Regions from separate parts of the Rattus norvegicus genome. Here region 1 is linked to region 2. Evidence: chromatin contacts called from public Hi-C data. All regions are on one chromosome and are shown on one strand. Each heading gives the region's core, a stretch centred on a gene start, on an enhancer-like site or on the middle of the called end of the contact. The rest is flanking DNA. Distances are from core to core; before and after follow the strand shown. Region 1 has its middle 49 kb from the start of Fli1. Region 2 has its middle 15 kb from the start of Kcnj1.

Region 1 (4,771 bases), core at 1,139-3,638, 180 kb after region 2:
TCCTCTACCACAAGCTGCATTTGCTCATCAGCTGAGGTAACCTGGGCTTCTATTGAATGTTCCTTTACTACTTGGTTGTGTGAGCCTGGCCGAGCTCGATCTGTAATGCTTGCCCTATCCTATGAGCCCTTCACCCAGGCTTGGCCTCCTGCTGTAATGCACGCCCCGCCCCCGCTCCAGCACCACACAAACAACCTGGACACTCACTGAGAACTCGCTCTCAGTAGCCAGTGCCCCACATCCCAGTGGCCTCTTGTGTTCTCCCGGCTGAGTAGTTCAGTTCATCTCACAGATGGTTCTGAGTCTCTGGCTTCTCTGCTCTGCTTTGGCTGCCAGTCTGTTCCTAGCCCCACCCTCTGTGCTTCGTTCAACTGGCAGTGGTCTGAACGGCATTGCCAACCCTTGAGTGTCTGTGTTCACCTTTCTCAATTGAGCAGTACACTGTTCTACACTCCCCACCCAACTTGTGTGTGTGTGTGTGTGTGTGTGTGTGTGTGTGTAATGGACTTTTCACATGACCAGCGAATCGAACCCCGAAGCCCAGCTGTCCACTGCTCATTGCTGCCTTTGGTCCCACACTTTAGGATGCAGAGTCACGATAAATGGAGCTTTGAACTACACTGACTTTTTCCAAAACTACAGTTTTATTCCCGAAATGCCTGGTTTCCTAACTCAGCTGGCACCCGTGTCTTCTCATCCGCTCCCTCCCCAGCTTCTTTTCAGTTGGATCTTTCTTCCATGCCCCTTACTGTCTTGATTAAACTCCCCCCACTTGCTTCCAGCTCCCGTCTGCCCTTCCAGTCCAAGGACCTCCAGAGTTCCTCATTCCCATTTAACCAGAAGACTGGCACTCTCGGGATTGTCTTTGAATGTCTACATCTTTTCTTGCTTCCTTCCCATTCAGCTTCTGACAAGAGGGCCCCACGTCTTTCTAACAAATGTCTTTGAGGCTGGACCCCCAGGATCACAGGGAAACCCATTTCTCCTGTCTTCCAAGAGAGAAGACTATCAAAAGCTTTGGCTTTGGTCTACCCCTGGGCTACCAGGTCAGCATTCGAGAGATCTGGGGAAAGGGGGTCCAGAGAAGATCATGTTTCCTTGCTTGGAGTCCTTGAACATACTGGGATTTTGAGGCCAGGAGGCTGCTTGACTTCCCCCTGGGCTTGTGAAAGTCAGGTAGTGTTTAGAGGGCAAATGGTTAGCTTGGGGAGTTCTAGACTTTGTCTAATTTCCCAGCTGCAGAGGTTTGGAGGAAAACACTAGTACTTCTGTATTGGTCCTTGATGTGGAAGGGGCCGTTTACTTTCCTCTGTGTTCACACTGTCTATCCAGGTGACAAGAGGCTGAGCCCAGCTCCACCGTAGTCAAGAGCAGTGCCCTGGCTCCTTAACACAGTTAAGGATTTGCCAGGCTCCTATGGTCAGATCTTATTTGAGCTGAGGCACAGCTTGGTGTTTCCATCTGGGCACATTGTTATGGACATTTGAAAGTAACAGAGATGCTGGAAAGAGGTCCAAGACTCTCCTCTGACACTTGTCACTTCTCCTCTGCCTCAACTGTCAACCACAAGGGTCATCCAATATGGCTGATGAACATTAGCTACCCTCAAACACTTTACATGCTTCGAAGAAGAACTGAGGAACACCACTTGTAACATTCTAGTTTTCGTTTGCTTGGTCTTTGCTTGGTTGTTAAGTCACCTCTGAATTGGAGTCTAGTGAGACTCAAAATCCCATGGGGTGGGGACAGAGATACTCCATGGACTTTAGACGAAAAGTCCTTACAGGCTTCCCTAGGCAGCCTTTGTAATCATCTTTACACCCAACAGTCTTCGGCAAAGAGGAGGGGCGTGCCCAGCCTCTTCCTTGGTGAGAGTTCTGGAAGCCCACTTCACTAGTGTTCCTTATGGAAAAAGAGAGCTCTGCTTTGCGTGTTACCAGGAGGAGGAGCCTTAGCAGCGCAGACAAACCCTTCCCACCCCACTGCTCCCACCTCGGACTGAACCCTGTGCCCGTAGTACACGCGTCCTCCCTAGACCTCTGCTCCAGTGCTCAGAGAAGCTCATACAGCGCCTCTTCTGCCAACCTTCTAGTACTTCTACACAGGGCCTTTCTCTGCCGTGACGTCACTCTCTAACCTGCACCCTTGTGCCAGCTTCTCTTCTGCAGTCATCTCTGAGTGTCTAGGGGATGCGGTTCGTGTCTGCCCATCTCGGTCCTCAGCAGCTTCTAGGCAAAAGGCTGGGCGACCAGGAAGATGTCTCTTAACTCACGATAGTCCAGAACTCAAGGCAGAAGAGACTAGGAGGGGCTGCCTATCCGCTAGCCTGTCTTAAATAGCAGTACCTCAGGACAAACGCGTAGTTAGCCACCTTGTACCACCTGCATCCGGCCAGCAGGGGTCGCTACAAAGCAGAGTTCGTGTCTCTGCTGTCAAGTGATGGAGCCTGCAGGAGGAGAGGCCTTTGGCTGAAGGGAGGTCCTTGCTCGTGAACTTTTCTGTTCTGCGAGGTCTCTTTTTGAAGAAAAAAAAATGCCCTTTGAATGTAGCTTCCCCTCTCCCAAAGAAGACAGGTTTTCAGCTCTGTCCTCTTATCCCAAACTTACTTGGCCTTTTCTTAAAAACGCACCGTGCCTAGAGGGACTTATTTTTAAGTAACATGCATATAGCACATGTAGTTGGGAAGTGCTTTCTGAACTCATTTCCCCCTCCAACTTTGAAGGTAAATATCAACAATAAAGAATTTTGAATAAAAAAAGAATACTAAGGATTAGGATTTGCAGTATCCATATCTATATATCTATATATAAAAGTCAGATTTGGACAACATGCAGACTGTCCAAATATCATTTACTGGCTTTTTTCACTGTCAATATGACATTTCATTCCTGTATTCTTCCCCCACGGTGAGAAAATACCATGCATCTGTCAGACGGCATTATCAAAACAAGAATAAACATTGGAGAGGGTTTGGGGAAATGGAACCTTCGCACTGTGGATGGGGATGCAGAAAGATACAGCTACCATGGCAACCTAAAACCACTGGTGACCCAGGGATCTGCTTCAGAGTCTTTTCTTAGATGAGCTGACATCAGCATCCTGGACTGCATTCTCCTGTCTCCTGCGACATTATTGATAGTGGCTAAGGTGTGGAAAAATATCCTAACTATTTTTGACAACTAAATAGAGCAATCGAACACAGCAGATACTTACCATGAAACATTGACTACCTTGATCGACGGAGGAATTCCTATCACATGAGACAGCACAGATAAAACCAGGGACCTGCCTCTTCTGGATATACCGAGAACGAGAGTCTAACTCAAGTCCCTATTAATTGTAGGGCCAGCCACACTGTATCTTCTTTGCTCTCCCAGCACAAGTACAGTCTGTCAGTGAGCAGGAGTCCCAGTGCGCAGGGTTATTGGGTCTCCAGGCCATACCACCTGGTCTCCAGCCTTGTCAGCTATGAGACGGGGTAATTATTAACTCACCCTAGGCCCGTTTTCTTGTTGTTACAAAGCTGATAATAACACACCACAAATCACAGGGTCTGTAAGGATTAAATACTATGGTGCATGGCGAGAGCAAATAAATGGCAAGGCAGTAAAGAAAAAAAAAAGACAACCCTTTCCCCCAAGACATGGCTCCATACACTCTAGTCTGGTCTTGGATACTTTATCTGTAGTAACTGGGTGTGTCGTTATAGTTCTCTAAACACAACTGTGTAACAGTTACCTACACAATAGTTATGTTGTTTAAAGCATTTGGAGCCTGTATGGACTCTACTCTTTGAGAGGGGGTCCTGGAACCAATTTCCTAGAGAGAGCAAAAGATGGCCATATCTTAAATTTTATATTATGTAAAGAGAGAAATTGAGTCAGAGGCTAAGTGACAACCCCGTGTGGGACTTGATTCCAAGGCCTGTTTTATGCATAAGCCCAACCCCTATTCAACTGTGTGGCGGGCACACCCACATCAGCGTGGTGTGGCTGGACTGGATTAACAATACAACCATTTGGTTTTGTTACACAGGGAGTGGATCCTGCCTAGATGGAAACTTGTCCTCGTCGGCCAGGCATGGGGGGCTGCGGGCACCATATCCTTTTGTCCTGTACCTCTCCTTGTTGGCCTTAAGAGGGCGCCATTGAGCCATGTTCTTCAAGTTCCAGGCTCACGAACTCCACAGTCCAATATGAAATTTCACAGCATGAAAAAAGACAAACTCAAAGGGCTGAACCCCTAACTGCTGAGACTTTTATCTTTATGAAAAAGCAGATCTTAAAAACAAACTCCCTCTACTGCAGGAACCAGAGGACTTTGTCAGAAGTCAAGGTTACTGCAACCTGTGGTTTTCCCTTTGTTTTGCTCAATCTACTTTATAGAGAAAGATACAAAACTGTCTTAAAACAAAACAACACACACACACACACACACACACACACACACACACACACACACACACACAGAGCAAAGAGAAACACAGCAACTTTGAAGACAGAGTCAAGTGCAGGCTGCAGCCTTAACCTTGTCTGGGAAGGTGTCTTAGAGCTTGTCTCTCCATGACAGGATAAAACAAATGTTTAACTCTGCTTAATGCTAAGAGGAATGTAGCCTGTCAGAGAACATAGCAACCCTGGAAAATAATTAGTTTATTTTCCGTTGCTTATTCACCAAAGCTGAGTTTCTAAATCGAGTGTCTCCCCAAGGCAGCTTTCACCAGGAGAAGCCAACTGTCTCAAAATGCCAGCCTGTACCCACCTGGGGCATG
Region 2 (4,724 bases), core at 1,302-3,801:
CTTCTCAGCTCAGAGGTGGAATCAGCTCAAGGGCCGTCGCCCCAGGGAGAAAGAGGAAGCCTGGGACATGGGCAGGAGGGCAGTAAGTAGTGGACAAACTGGGGAAACAGAGGCAAGGATCAAGAGAACTCTGTGTTCCAGAAAGGGAGATGTGTGCAAAGTCCAGGATATGAGAGGATAGCATAGCGTAGCTATGTTTAACACACGGAGAACTCGAAACTGTGGTCCCAGTAACGCGGAAGGCTGAGAAAGGAGCATCCCTTGAGCCCAGGAGTTCAAGATCAACCTGGACATTAAGAAGTAAGACCTTCATCAAGAACACAAATAAATATAAAAAGGAATGCTTTTTATATCTTCGAAATGTCAAGTGAAAGAAATACAAATTGGAAAAATATAAACATTTTCACTTACATTTTATATTTTGGGATTATAAATGTCATATCTTTATCTGTCTCTATATATATTCATATGTGTATTTATACAAAGACTCCAAAGTAGCCACAAACTCACTCATTTGTTCAATCACTCATTCATTCATTCATTCATTCATTCATCTAGTCATTCATGCAGTATGCTTTGGAAGGCGGTGGTTCTGAGACTAGAGAGAAACGGCTATGAAGAAGGCAATCATCGTGAGCCCCACCTTCCGGAACTCACTTCACGGAGAATGAACATAGAAGACTATGACCCACACACTTCTCCTTTGTCTTTATTATTAGTAGGAATTCCAGTGGCGGTACAGACATCAGGAAAAGCTAGAAGGGGCAATTGGATAGAGAAGGACCCAGTTCAGGAAAGCTGCCTCCAAGAACCTAATGCTAGGAAGGGGAAGCAGTTCCGTGCAGCATCAGAGCCCGGGGTATGGCTCCTGTCCTGGTTCTATTCCCATGGGGCTGTGCCACTTCCTCTCCGTGCGTCTCTGAGAAGAGTTTTGGGAGTACGAGAGCTGAATGGGGGTATCTCTCCACAGATCTGCATTCAGAGGTGTCACATCTGTACCCAGATGTCCACAGTGGTGAAACACGCCCTGGAAATTACAACATTCACATCCCTCCACCCTTGCTCTCTTCAAGGCCCTGCTGTTAAACTTTAGCAGGACACTACTGGGGTGTTAGTTTCTGTGTCGGGCCTTGCCAAGCCCATGACCACCCCAAGAGCTTGTCGTGAATACACTATGCTTGGGCCCCTCTGTAGACTTCTGGGACTAGGGTCTTCAGAAGTCCTAGAAGGTTCTAAAGACAAAGGTATCAGCTAAAAGTTTACTGCCTGATGGAACCAATGGACCGAATGTCCTTACATTCGTGTCCAGTTTGAAAGTGTCTACACGTGGTTGTTATCCAGGGTCCTTGAAGGTTGATGGAAGAAGCGAGGTTACAAAGATCCACTGAGTCATCCCATCCCTATTAACCTGGGTTTGCTCTGCTCAAGGCTACATCTGCTAATCTCTCCACTTTGGCTGCACACTTTCTGCTCCTGAGTCCTGAAGCATCCTCACCCTGAGATGCTAGCCCCCTCCCCCATCCTCATCCCTACCCTCACCCCACCCCCACCCCCACCCGTGACCAGCTGTTCCTCCTCAAGATGCTGTGTATACAGCATGATGGTGAAACTGCAACTGCACATGTCCTGCCATATCCTGGGTTTCTTTCTAGTCGTTGGAAAACCATGCTGTCTCTACAAGGCTGGCAGGGAGTGCGTTGCTTGAAGAGCTATGTTAGACGTAATGGTACGATTTGGGAAGGAGAGGGAAGAGCTGACAGGGAAATACAGAAGCACAGAGGGCTTTAAGTAAATTATGGATTGCTCCTTCACAACACTTTTCTGATCCCACTAACAAAAAGGCCACTGGCTCAAGGGCAGATGCCAAGGCTAGGAATGTGTTCTTCGGCCAAGCAATGGCTGGGGTGGGGAGAAGGGGTTTGTAACTTGTAGATGAGGGAGGAGGCACCAAATCTCTAACACAAAGCCACAGAAGCTCTGGAGCGCGCATGCGCTAGTTCCCTCCCTCCCTCCCTCCCTCCCTCCCTCCCTCCCTCCCTCCCTCCCACTATCCCTCTTTCTCTCTCTCCCTCCCTCCCCTCCCTCTCCTGCCCCCTCTCTCCTAACTCTAACACCTCTGCTCTTACTCCTGACCTTGACACGTGTGGTTCACACCATCTCTTTTTGGGGGGTTGCCTTGCCTCTCTCCTCTCTGGCTCCCTTTGTCACACATCCTTCCTAGGCTTCACCCTTCCACCCTTGGCACCAGACAACTCCTTCTGGCTGCCAGATAAGGGTTCCCCAAACCTTTCCTTTCCTAGTTTAATGATGACCCCTTACACAGTAAACCCAGGAGCTCCCCTGGACAGAGACGTCTGCTCTACCCTAGGCGGAAGTCAGGCGAAATGCAAATAGGACCTCAGGGAGGTTTCAGCCATCTCCTGAACTGACCTCCAGATCTCACACTGAATTAGCATCCTTTCGAGAAAACTCTATCATCACTGCCAGTTGGCGTGGGACCCCTATAGCCCCAGCCGCCCCAGCCCACACCCAGACCTCCTCCCACTCACTGTCCTTCAGCCTTGCCCCACACCCTCCCTAGCCTGGGGCTGTGCCCCCAGCTGCCCCTGCGCGGTCGCCCAGCCAGATCCCGCTCCACGGATAGCGCCTGGACCCCGGGTGCAGGAGGCGAGCGAGCGGAGGGATCCAGCGAGCAGGCTCCGGCAGTCTGCGCCCGGCGGTCCAAGGCAGCGGGGTGAATGGACGGCATCCAGCCTGGCCGGCAATTTGAAAATAAAAATAAAACAGAGGGAAATAAATACTAAGGAGTGCGCCAGAAAGCCAAAACAAATACAATGGCGCAGGCTTCGAGGCCGGGCGTGGGAGGCTGGGGGGCCTTTGTGCCCCCGCCCCCGTGCCTCGCTCCTAATTGAAGAAACACAATCCCGGCCGCCGACCCACAGGCCGACAGGGCACTGCCGACGGCCACAGCCCCGCCCCCCGCCCGCAACAGGGGCCAGCTTGTTCTTTGTGCTGGCAAATATTTATTTTGGTTCGAGTGGCCCCCTTTCCACAAAGACCACCTGGTTGTAATCAATAACACCTATTTTCAGATAATCTGCTGCTCTCTAGGAGAGCCCAAGAACTCACCCAAACAGAGCCCTTTTCAAAGGGCATTTTAAATAGGCTGGATTCACGGAGGGCTGGAGCAGGGACATGGGTAGGGGCCGCGGGAGGGGCAGGGAGACTGGGCCTGGGTGGTCAGGAGGGAGCTGAGGTCTGGTCTGCCAGGTGGGGCAGCTCTGACCTCAAGGGGGTGCTGCTTGATGAGGCGCTGGGGCCTTCCAGGAACCTTTTAAAATAAAACCAACTGGAAGCCTTTATTTTGGCAGGCTAAATGTTACTACAAAGGTAGCTTCTAGAAACTCTGAAACAGCCACCTCTGCCTCTGTTCTCCAAACCCGCATCTATGCAGGCCCCTAGGAAAGAACTGAGCTACCCAGAAGTGCCTTCTAAGCAGCTAAAGGGCTTCGCTCATTAGAGAACTATTAGTTTGAAGGTTTGAGAATGAGGCAAGCTAGAGCTCAAGACTAGCAGGGCCTGTCTCAAACAAGAATAATATTAACAAGGAATGCATGTTCACAATTACGTTGGGTCACATCTGGGGGGTTCAGCAGGGAAGAGAACAGGCAACACCCAGGCTCTGTGGAGCTTGGGGAGTGACGGACAATAAAGGACTTGCTGGGTAAAATATTAGTGTGCGACCCCCTTTGAAAACCGTGAAGTGCTTTGGGTGAGAACAGCTCCCCTTCCGGGTACTCGGTTTCTGGAGAGCAGATGTCAGTGCAGGTGTCCACAGGTAGAGAAGGTCAGAAAGGGCTGCTCGTTCAAATATCCCAGAGGGCACAGGCGCAGGCCAGGAGCCAAGTCCCCTTACTCGTGTCCTCTCAGAGCTTTGGAGCCTTCCGCTATGGAAAACACTGCCTTACGGGTCTTTAAAGGATTAGATGAAAATCAGCAACCAGCTACTCTCCCCCAGCCTCCAACATCGTACTCTAGACCTGGTGGTGATACGGAGTTGTTTTGTAAAATAAAGTATTGGTAGACTTTCAAAAAACTCAATTCTCTATTTTAAGAAGGAGCAGAGACCAAATACCTCTCAGAGGCCAGAAAGCTTGTGAGGTGCCACAGTTGAGGCTGTCTTGGCTTTGTCAGGGTGCCCAGTCCACAGCCCCATTTGGGTGAGGAACCATAGGTATTATTTCAAGGTTCCTGTCTAGCAAGGATAGTGTGTGTGTGCATTCATGTGGTGTGTGTGTGTGTGTGTGTGTGTGTGTGTGTGTGTGTGTGTGTGCTGGGGATCAAAGTCAGCTCCCTGTGCTTGTAGGGCAAGCATCTTACCACTGAGCTCCCTCCCCAGCCCATACCAAGGAAGGTTTATAATATGTTCTACATTCTCCACAAAGCTTGAGCAAGTGCCTGTCCCTCAAAACTCAAAGAACCCACCTCCCATGACATCTTGTAACAGCGTAAAGATGTTCTTTGTTTCTGTGTGGCCAGGTTGGCTGGGTTGTCAAAGAGAGACAGAGTTTGCACAGTGGAGCCTAACAATGAGCAGAAAAAAAACTAATTCTAGACTCTCCCTGCCTTAACCCTTAACCCACGCCTCCGAGCTGCTCTAAAACATTCCTCTTGTCCTAATGCTCTGTTCTTAATCCTCAAAGATGGCTGGAAAGGGGACGGGC

The links. A called contact is a pair of places that touch in the nucleus more often than the background predicts.
Region 1: a contact with region 2 is called in a Hi-C map of the Rat2 cell line, with 8 times the contacts expected there. The contact joins two enhancer-like sites. A contact is called at or near these places in 6 of 12 Hi-C or Micro-C datasets (the A7r5 cell line, the Rat2 cell line, Schwann cells and 3 more).

The regions. Positions count from the first base shown.
Region 1 is chr8:39,254,788-39,259,558 of GRCr8, forward strand. No RefSeq gene overlaps it. Among named protein-coding and RNA genes, the nearest start is that of Fli1, 49 kb to the left of the region's middle. Within about 2 kb of position 2,389, at least 1 of the 93 cell types and tissues checked has an H3K27ac peak or open chromatin away from gene starts, as enhancers often do.
Region 2 is chr8:39,073,945-39,078,668 of GRCr8, forward strand. No RefSeq gene overlaps it. Among named protein-coding and RNA genes, the nearest start is that of Kcnj1, 15 kb to the left of the region's middle. Within about 2 kb of position 2,552, at least 4 of the 93 cell types and tissues checked have an H3K27ac peak or open chromatin away from gene starts, as enhancers often do.